Linked DNA regions of Mus musculus: region 1 is linked to region 2. The links are chromatin contacts, called in public HiChIP or PLAC-seq maps. All regions are on one chromosome and are shown on one strand. Each heading gives the region's core, a stretch centred on a gene start, on an enhancer-like site or on the middle of the called end of the contact. The rest is flanking DNA. Distances are from core to core; before and after follow the strand shown. Region 1 has its middle 100 kb from the start of B3gnt2. Region 2 overlaps Gm40816 (a long non-coding RNA gene).

What was found. HiChIP or PLAC-seq counts read pairs in DNA pulled down with a chosen protein or histone mark.
Region 1: an H3K4me3 HiChIP or PLAC-seq map of the SCID.adh cell line shows a contact between it and region 2, with 13 read pairs. The contact joins two enhancer-like sites. A contact is called at or near these places in 2 of 484 Hi-C or Micro-C datasets (embryonic stem cells and germinal center B cells), 3 of 115 datasets of contacts at active chromatin or transcription factors (CD8 T cells, the SCID.adh cell line and embryonic stem cells) and 1 of 9 other capture datasets (embryonic stem cells).

What each region holds. Positions count from the first base shown.
Region 1 is chr11:22,754,660-22,759,433 of GRCm38.p6, reverse strand. It overlaps the pseudogene Gm12057. Among named protein-coding and RNA genes, the nearest start is that of B3gnt2, 100 kb to the left of the region's middle. Within about 2 kb of position 3,088, at least 24 of the 459 cell types and tissues checked have an H3K27ac peak or open chromatin away from gene starts, as enhancers often do. A contact at or near this core is called in the SCID.adh cell line, where this site is marked.
Region 2 is chr11:22,665,261-22,670,146 of GRCm38.p6, reverse strand. Gm40816 (a long non-coding RNA gene) reads right to left here. Exons shown (of 3, transcript XR_872306.2): 3 at 3,623-4,048. Among named protein-coding and RNA genes, the nearest start is that of Gm40816, 14 kb to the right of the region's middle. Within about 2 kb of position 3,471, at least 67 of the 459 cell types and tissues checked have an H3K27ac peak or open chromatin away from gene starts, as enhancers often do. A contact at or near this core is called in the SCID.adh cell line, where this site is marked.

The DNA.
Region 1 (4,774 bases), core at 1,839-4,338, 90 kb before region 2:
CCGTTCCTGAAAGCTAATAAAGGAAAATGGGTTAAATGCAGGCCTGGAATTTCCCACCGGGTGTTCTCTCAACAACTGTGCTGCACATAACACTCCTAACGCTGGTGACACAACAGTCTTACAGTACAATGACATCTGTAAGATAGACTTTGGGACACTTATAAGTGGTAGAATAATTGATTGTGCTTTTACTGTTACTTTTAATCCCAGATATGACACATTATTTAAAGCTGTAGAAGATGCCATTACTTCTGGTATAAAGTGTGCTGGGATTGACGTCTGTCTCTGTGATGTTGAGGAGGCTATTCAAGAAGTTATGCAATCCTATGAAGTAGAAATAGATGGGAAGACATATCAAGTGAAACCCATACATAACTTAAATGGACATTCAATTGGGCCATATAGAATTCATGCTGGAAAAACAGTGCCCATTATGAAAGGCAGGGAAGCTACAAGAATGGAGGAAGAAGAGGTGTATGCCATTGAGACCTCTGGGAGCACAGGGAAGGGTGTGGTTCATGATGACATGGAAGGTTCACACTACATGAAAAAGTTTGATGTGGGACATGTGCCAGTAAGGCTTCCAAGAACAAAACACTCATTAAATGTCATCAATGAAAACTTTGGTACCCTTGCCTTCTGCCGAAGGTGGCTGGATCGCTTGGGAGAAAGTAAATACTTAATTGCTCTGAAGAATCTATGTGACTTGGAGATTGTAGATCCATACCTACCACTGTGCCACTGTGTGACATTAAAGAATCAAACACAGCACAGTTTGAACACACCATATTGTTCCGTCCAATCTGTAAAGAAGTTGTCAGAAGAGGAGATGACTATTAAACTTAGCCCAGAGCCAGCTCAAAGTCTTTATTTTCTAAGGTTTCTTGGGACACATTATACCACAAATAATTTGCAACATGTTGTCTATTTTAACAATAGACCTGAGCAATACTGTTATCCCTGTTTAAAGGAGTTTGATCAAAGGCAAACTGTCTGCATATAATTAAGGAAAAGGATTTCGAGACTTTAATGTTAACCGTTTCTCCCATCTAGGAAATTCTGTACTGCTCACTAGTTAGGAATTACTTACACATTTTGTTTTGAAGACCTAAGAGATGCTTTTTGGATATTTATATTGCCATATTCTTATTTGGATGCTTTATAGCTACATACATCCAGTTCTATACTTATGCCCTCTGGTATTGCATTTTAACCTTCTTGGAATCCATTTTCTAAACAGTAAAGACATTTTCAGATCAGAGAGAGAGAGAGAGAGAGAGAGAGAGAGGGAGAGAGAGAGAGAAGGAAAGAAGGGAAGAAAGAAAGAAAGAAAGAAAGAAAGAAAGAAAGAAAGAAAGGGAAAGAAAGAGAGAAAGAAAGAAAATGAAAGAAAAGGAAAGAAAAATACCTCTATCATATTGGTGTATAGACAAGTATGTGAGGCATTTTCTTGATCTTACACCCTGGACAGTTGGTCTTGGAGTGTATAAGATAGCATACAGGGCAAGCCAGTAAGCAGCATCCTTCTGTGATCTCCGTTTCAGTTCCAGCTTCCAGGTTCCCGTGCTTTGGTCATGGTGTGTTGTGTTTTTAATCACAACAATAGAGAACAAGGAAAGACAAATACATAAAGGGTTTTGATTTGGGGTGGGTTTTTGTTTGTTTGCTTGTTTGTTTGTTTGTTTGTTGTTTTAGACAGAATTTTATGAAGCCCAGGCCAACCAACCTTGAACTCTTGCCCCACTTTCCAAGGGCTGTAATAATGGCATGTGCCATCATGCCCAGCTCCAAAACATGTATCTTTTCATTTTAATAAGGCAACTGTATCCCTTTATTTTTTTTTTATAATTCTGTGCTATATTTTAAGGTCTTTCTTCCTCCCATTGCCCAAATTGCTGATCCATGTTTCTTCTTTGTCCATGGGTTCCGGGATGCTTGATTTTGATCGTCAACTTGACTAGATTAAAAGCTATCAAGGTTCTGTAGAAATGCACCTCTGAGTATGTTTGTGGGGAGAGACTTACGATGAATGTGAGCAGCACTGTCCAGTGGACTGTGAGCTGGGATAAAGGGGAACTGGAGGAAGAAAACAGTGAGCCCTTTCTCCAGTAGAGGCAGTGAGCCTAGCCTGTCACTGTTGCGGTGGCCACCGATGTTAGACTCCACCCTTTCAGCTCTGGGAAGCTCCTGAGCCTTTAGCCTTGTCTTGGAACTCAGACTTTTAGTCTGAGCAGCCACTGGGCTCTTTGTCTCTCCAGCATGTACACAGCCCTTATAGGACCACCTCACCCTTATTCTATAAGCCAACTCAAAAAAGCCCTTTAGGCCACTCGATTAGTTCTGATCCTCTAGAGAACCTTAATACAAGTTTTTTGAACTAATCTAAGTTTTTAATTAGAATATCATGGTTTTAGTTTCAGGGAAAAAAAAGTATGAGTCTGGTATAAAAACTGTCCTTCATGCATGCTTGACAAACATTCTACCACAAACCACATTCCCAGCCTTAGAAATAATGGCTATGAGATAACTATAACACTGTCCTCAATTACAAGGACTAGTTCTCAAGTCCTATGTGAAATGTGCAAGACAGAAGCAAAGCCAACTCATGAATAGCCCTCATTGTGACAAGAAATAGAGTGTTGCTTTTGTAAGCCACGGAACTTCGAAGGCTGGAGGCCAGAAGGCACAGTCTGAGAGCTAGGGTGTAGCTCAGTTGGTAGATTGCTTGGTCACTGTGCTTAAAGCCTTGGGTTCAGTCACCAGCACTCCATAAACTGAGTGGCACTGGGTCTGTGATCACAGGCAGGCAGGAGGATCAGAAGGTTATTCTTGGGTGCTGTGGTGGTTTGAATAAGAATGTCCCCTGTAGGCTCCTGTATTTGAATGTTTGGTCATTAGGGAGTAGCACTATTTGACAGGGATTGGGGGATACAGCCTTGCTGGAGGAAGTGTGTCACTGAGGGTGAGCTTGGAGATTTCAGAAGCTGCCTGTGGATCTGGTTATAGAACTCTCAGTTCCATGTCTGCCTGTGTACCACCATGCTTCCTGCCATGCTGATAACAGACTAAACCTCTGAAACTGTAAGCAAGCACCAGGGAAATACTTTCCTTTTTGAGAGTTGCCATGGTTATGGTGTCTCTTCACAATAGAACACTGACTAAAATAGTAAGGCAAGGTCATCCCGGTCTACATCAACAAAACTCTGTCTCAACAACTCCAAACTCTCAAACCAAACCACCACCAACAAAATCCCTTGCCTGTATTAGTACACTTAGCTCTTGCTAGAGCAAGATTTAGCTACGATCATTCTCCAACTCATCTCAAGAAACAGGCCCAGAGATGGTAATGAGCCAGCCCTAGGGTCACACAGCTTCGACAGAACTCCTGTCCAGCCCCAGGTGATCTGTGCTGTGTGTTGTTAGCCTTTTTTCATCCAGGTTCATGTCGACCCTGTGATGCCTCTGCTGCAGCCTCCCAAGTGCTGGGATTACAGTGTGTCCTTCCACAGCTGCTTCCATCTTTTTGACCTTTTTTTTCTATTTATTTTTATTATATATGAATATCATATACATACTGGCTATCTCTCCAGTACTCCCTCATTTTACTTTTTGATTCCCATGTCATTGGGTCATGATGTGAGATGTGGAGGAGAGGTCCTGAGCACGTGAAGAGAGAAACAGGAATTCAAAGGGAAAAGAGATTGTCAGAAGGACAGAAACTCAGTAAATGATCAAAGGCAATGACAGTCTCTAAGGTTCTGCCAGATCTGACTCTATCATCCTGGGCCATTTAAAACTTCCTCACCATAATTATAAATCAGGTGTGTAGCAAGGCTCTAACCCGTGAGATCCAGGTGTGGAATGCCTGAGTCTTAGCTCTCACATTTATTCCTTTCTTTGTTACCTTATGCTTTTTCTAGCTGGGTGTGATAGTGCATGTTTTTAGTTCCAGCACTTGCAAGGCCAAGGCAGGCGGATCACTTTGTGAGGTCAAGGCCAGCTTGGTCTACAGAACAAGCTCCAGCCAAGGCTGCACTGTGACACACTGTCTCAAAACAGAAAATACAGATTTTCCTCTCACTTCCTGTGTTGCTTGGCCAGAGGCCCTTCCTGTATAGTGTGTATGCTACACTTCCTGAGCCATATCATATCCACACAAAATCACTCTCTCACCTGACAGACCTGGCTGAGTGTGAGGCCTCCTCTTCTGTTGGTGGGGGCAGTTCTATAGCAGCTGGCTTCCCTTGCCACACAGAAAGGCTGGCAGCCATCTAACTCTTCTGTAATGCACTTGTTCTTTTTGTCTGGTAGCTTGTATAAATTTTTTTTAGCTCAACAGGTAAGAAATTTTATAGAGTATTCCTAAATGTGTGTCTTTTTTCTGTTGGGCCTAGAACTTAGTAAGTCATTTCAGATGCAAATGTCTCTGAACCTTAGAGGCATTCATTGCCTTTGATCATTTACTGAGTTTCTGTCCTTCTGACAATCTCTTTTCCCTTTGAATTCCTATTTCTCTCTTCACGTGCTCAGGACCTCTCCTCCACATCACACATCATGACCCAATGACATGGGAGTCAAAAAGTAAAGTGAGGGAGTGCTGGAGAGATAGCCCAGTGGTTAAGAGCACTGGCTGCTCTTCAGAGGGCTGATGTCAGGTTCCCAGCATGCACAGGGTGGCTCACAACAGTCTGTCATTCCAGTTTTAGGAAATAATATGTCCTCTTCTGGTCTCTAAAGGCCATATGCAGTATACATAAATACATACAGGCAAAAC
Region 2 (4,886 bases), core at 2,222-4,721:
CAAAGGCCAGGAAAGGGGTGTCAGGTCCCCTAGAACTGGAGTTAGAGACAACTGTGAGATGCTGTGTGGATGCTGGGAATTGAACCCAGATTGTCTGTTAGAGCAGCCAGTGCTCTGATGAGCCTTCTCGAGCCCCTGGTTTTTATTTCTCAAGTGCAATGTCAGTATCTAAAAAAGTATTTCCTAAACTGTATTAACATACATATGTTGTACTTTGTGTGCTTGATCCCAATTATGTAATATTTACATTACATTGTACATTGAACATATGCACATATTAACATGCATTAAGTGCATGACCCTATGTAAATAAACAAGTACAGTAAACTTTATTATATAAAGCCTTACTGTATTAATCTTCAAAAATTACTTACAACATGAATATCCCTTTCAAATTAAACCTTTGATTTTACCCATGGCATATTAGCCACTCATACATGGTATGATCAACAAAATCAACATCAGCATATTACCTCAGCTCGGCCTGCTCCTCGGGAGAAAAGCTTGTCAATGTGAACACTGCCTTCCAGATTTGTCTTTTGATTTTGTCTCTAGAAATTGTAGCTGTCTCGTGAAATCCTCTCGTTTCATTCCAAGCCTCTGGTACTTGGGGATTTCTGATATGAAACTGTACCTGACACCTGGTTCTTGCCTCAGGACTGTGGCATTAGAGTTGCTTATTTGTTCAAGATGTCTTGTGACCACACATGACTCAATATTTGGTTTTAGTATATGACTCAACATGGCACTTAAGGCTCTGACACAGTTATCATGTGGCTGGGCCTTTAATATTGTTTTCACATATAAATCAGGAGGTGCTAATTTTTTTCATGTTGTTGGCCATAATAAATATGAACACACATTTATGAAAAAGCCAGTGTAGGTGTGTGTACATCTGCTTCTGGGTAATACATCCCATGACTGTGTAGACAAGCCCACCTCCCGTATCTCCTCTTTCACCTCAATTATTTGTCTCTAGTAAAATCAGATCACACATAGCCTAACTCTTGTTAATCCCCGACAGTCCACATACAAAGAGTTTAACCCTTACCCAGCTGTGTTTAGTGTGCCTCTCAATTAGATGACTGCGTAATGTTCTATTAAGATTCTTTGCTTGCTGAATTAAAGCTTCATTTCTTTATAAGGTGCTGAATTATGCCCCCAACACCAGCATAGCACTTCAGATCAGCCGATTCCTCAAGAGAAAGGCTTTTGTTTTAAATTCCTAACACAACTACCAACTCAACAGTCATTCGTGTAACTTACTGAATTTCTAAATCAAATCCCTGGAAGTGCTTAGCTGGGCCATACAGTCTTATAAGTGCCAAAGGTTCCATCCTGGATCCTTTATTAACATTTGAAAAATGTATACACTCAAGTATCCTCACTCCAGAGAGCACATGCTCTAGATCATAATTATTATTTTTAATTTCATTGCATGTACTTGATTATTTTGTATGTGAGAGTTGTGCATGATATGATGGCTTGTGAAGGCCAGAGTACAACTTGTGGGAGTTGGTTCTTCCTTTTACCATGTGGGTCTGGGGGATCAAATGTAGGCTTGGGGACAAGTGCCTTTATCTGCTGAGCATTTCACAGTCCCTGAGTCTTTATTCCTTTAAAACATTTACACATACTTGCTTATCTATCTATTTGTTTGATGTGTGTGCATGCTCACTGGAGTAGAGGTCAAAGGAAAGTCGAGGAAGCTGGTTCTCCATTCCATCACGTGGGTCCCAGGGATGGAGTCAGGGCACCAGGCTTAGAGGCATGCACCTCCTCCTGCTGAGTCATCTTGAGGGTTGTACATCATAATTCTTAAGAGGATCAGAGGAGCAGCCATCAATTTCACTAATATGTACCTTGAAATGCTTTGCCACAGCCACAGGTAAAAAATCAAGCAATATGCTCCAGCAAGATGCTCAGCTGGTAAAGGTGCTTGCTGACTGATGCACAGAACCACACAAAGGTGGAAGGAAAGAACCCACCTAGAGTCGTCCTCTGGCCTCCCCATGTGAACCTCACCCCCACGTCATGTATATTCGTGTGCTCAATACACGCATGTACTCAGACACAAGAAGTCTTTTAATTAAAAAAAATCAAGCAATAAGCAAAAGTTTACTTTATTTATTATAACTTTCATAAGTTATATTTGTAGTTGGTAAATGTCATTCCAGCCACTATAGCAACATGAGTAGCTATAATGAATGATGCTCCTGGCACCCTTCCACTCACTGTAAAGTATGTTTAAGGACAAATTTCAACAAGATTAAAATTCAACTAAGCTGTAAAACAATGAAAGTAATTTAAGATTGTCTAAATATGTGGCATCTCAGACTCAAACTTTGATCAGATATCACAGTATGCATAGAAAATTATACAGTAAAATTGTGCACAGAACACCACTAGCTACTGTTCAAAACACCAAAGGCCTGATAGTGCTTTAGTTAGACTCTCCAACAGGATTCTGTTCTGTGTGAATAAACCCTGTCCGCCTCACCATTCCTGCACACTTAGCCGGTATACGCCATCCTCAGCAATGCTAGCAAGGGCAGAGAGAAAGCCCAAGTCTAAATTTTATAATGTTAAGCTAAGGCGTGCCCAGGGGATAGGAAACCATGAGCTAGACTCTTCTTTATTTTTTTTAAACATACATTTATTTTGGGGCATTTGGAGAGAGGTACACCACAATTTACATGTAGAGGTCAGAGGACAACTTATGGGAATCAGTTCTCTTTTACCAGGTGGGTCCTGGGGACTGAACTCAGGTCTCCACACTTTGCAGCAAGTGCCTTAATCCCTTGAGCCATCTCATCAGCCCCAGATTTTCCTGATGAAGAGTATTCATGATGGTGCTTATGAAACTTAAGAGTAAAAGGATTCTAGTAAATTAAGATCAGAGAAGCTAATTGAATTGGTCAATGCAGTATGTTTATAAGTCATTACCAGAAGTAATAACCACATATGGCAGGATAGGATGCTAGAGAAAGAAAGCCTTTCCAGGTAAAGGGCTAAACAAACTGTTCATCTAAGGGAAAAACACACCCAAAGAGTGCTTCCTGTATTATACCATTTAATAGCATCTTGTTATGTTTTTTATTTAGATATGACATTCTTGAAATAAAATTAACCAAAAGCAGATTCATATAGTTGGGAAGATGGGTCAGTGGGCAAGAATGCCCCCTTTGCAACCACAAAGACTTGAGTTTAAATACCCAGCTCCCATGTAAATAGGAGCTCATAACCTCAGCACTGGGGCCAGAGTGGGCAGATCTGGAGAGCTTGCTGGCCAGCCAGTCTAGCCAAATGGTGAGCTTCTTGTTCAGTGAGACAGTGTCTCAAAGCAATCAGATAGGGGCAGAGGTGCAGTAAACACAAAAGCCTACTCTGGAGTACCACATGGGCCTCTCTGTACACCCACTTGTATCTCTCATATGGGCATGTGCACCCACACCCATATCAAACAATAACATCTCTCTCCTAAAACCAACAATCACAGTACTGGTTACAAGAGGTAAGGCATCGATGGGAGCAGGATGAAATGGTTGTGGCTGTGAAAGTGTGACAAGAGGGCTCTGGTGGGGGCGCTATCTGTGTACTGACTACAATGTGCATATCTTGGTTTTTTGGTTTTTTTTTTTTTTTTTTTGTGATCTTTCGTGGCGTTTACAGTTCTGGAGATTGAACCCAGAGCCACGAGACTGTTAAGCATGTGCACACCTGTAGACCCAGTCTCTCCCAGCCAACAGGAAGGGCTTGCCCATGTTAGGAACCTGTTCTTGGGCAGCCCTCCCTGGCATTGCTTCTCTGCTCATCCCCTTAACCCTGAGTCCACGTCTCCTGTCAGAACGGCCTGTATGTGAGGTTACAAAGGTTGAAGGGAAGTCCCGGCAACAGATTTCAGGAAGTAGAGATCTAAAGCCACATCATTCTGTAGTGTGCTCAGCTTTATGCAATCCAGCTGTCTGCATGCTGGGCTCAAAAACTCCTGCTTCCTGGCAAAATGACAGGAAGAGAAGTAACCATATATGTATTTCCTGCCCACTACCTGGAACAGACAGACAAGAAAAGAGGAACTGTAAAATTTGAACACTATAACCATTATGTAGCCACGTGCCTCTTCCCTTCACTCCTCTTCCCTGTCCTCCTCCCCTTTCCTCTCCCTCTCCCCCCCTTCCTTCATCTTTCATTCCTTCCCTCCCCTCTCCTATTCTCTCCTCCCCTCTCCTCCTCTCCCCTTTCCTCCTCTTCCCTTTCCCTTCCTTCTTCCTCTCCCCTCCCTTCTTCCCCCCTTTCCGTCTTCCCATTCCCTCCCCTCCTTTTCCCTCTCCCCTCCCCTCCCCTTTCCACACCTTCCCTTCCTTCCCTCCTCTCTCTTATTCTCTCCTCCCCTCTCCTCCTCCTCTCCCCTCTCCCTCTTCTCTTTCCCTCCCTGCCCCTCTTCCCTTCCCCTTCCCTCTTTCCCTTCCCTCTTCCTCTTTCCTCCCCTTTTCTTTCCCCTTTTCTCACCATCTCCTTTTCTTTCTAGCTTCTCATGTAGCTCAGGATACTCTCACACTCACTATGTAATGCAGGAAGACCTTAAAATTCTAATCCTCCTGTCTCAACCTCAATCTCCTAGATGCTGGGAAGACAGTATGTTTCACCATGTCTGGCTTATACTAAATTTTCTCAAAAGTTAGCAACTCTGCCTCTTTCTTCTGACCTTGGAGACTGTGTGGATCTTCAGGGGTCAAGTGTGACTGTTATTGAGTGGATGAGGTGACACCTGTAGTTAAAGGACACTTCTGTCACAACTTGGTGGGATAGAAGCCTGGTGAGAACATTCTCCTGACAATGCTGACGTCTTTTGTTTGCTGCCACAGCATCCCCAACCCTGCCTCCAA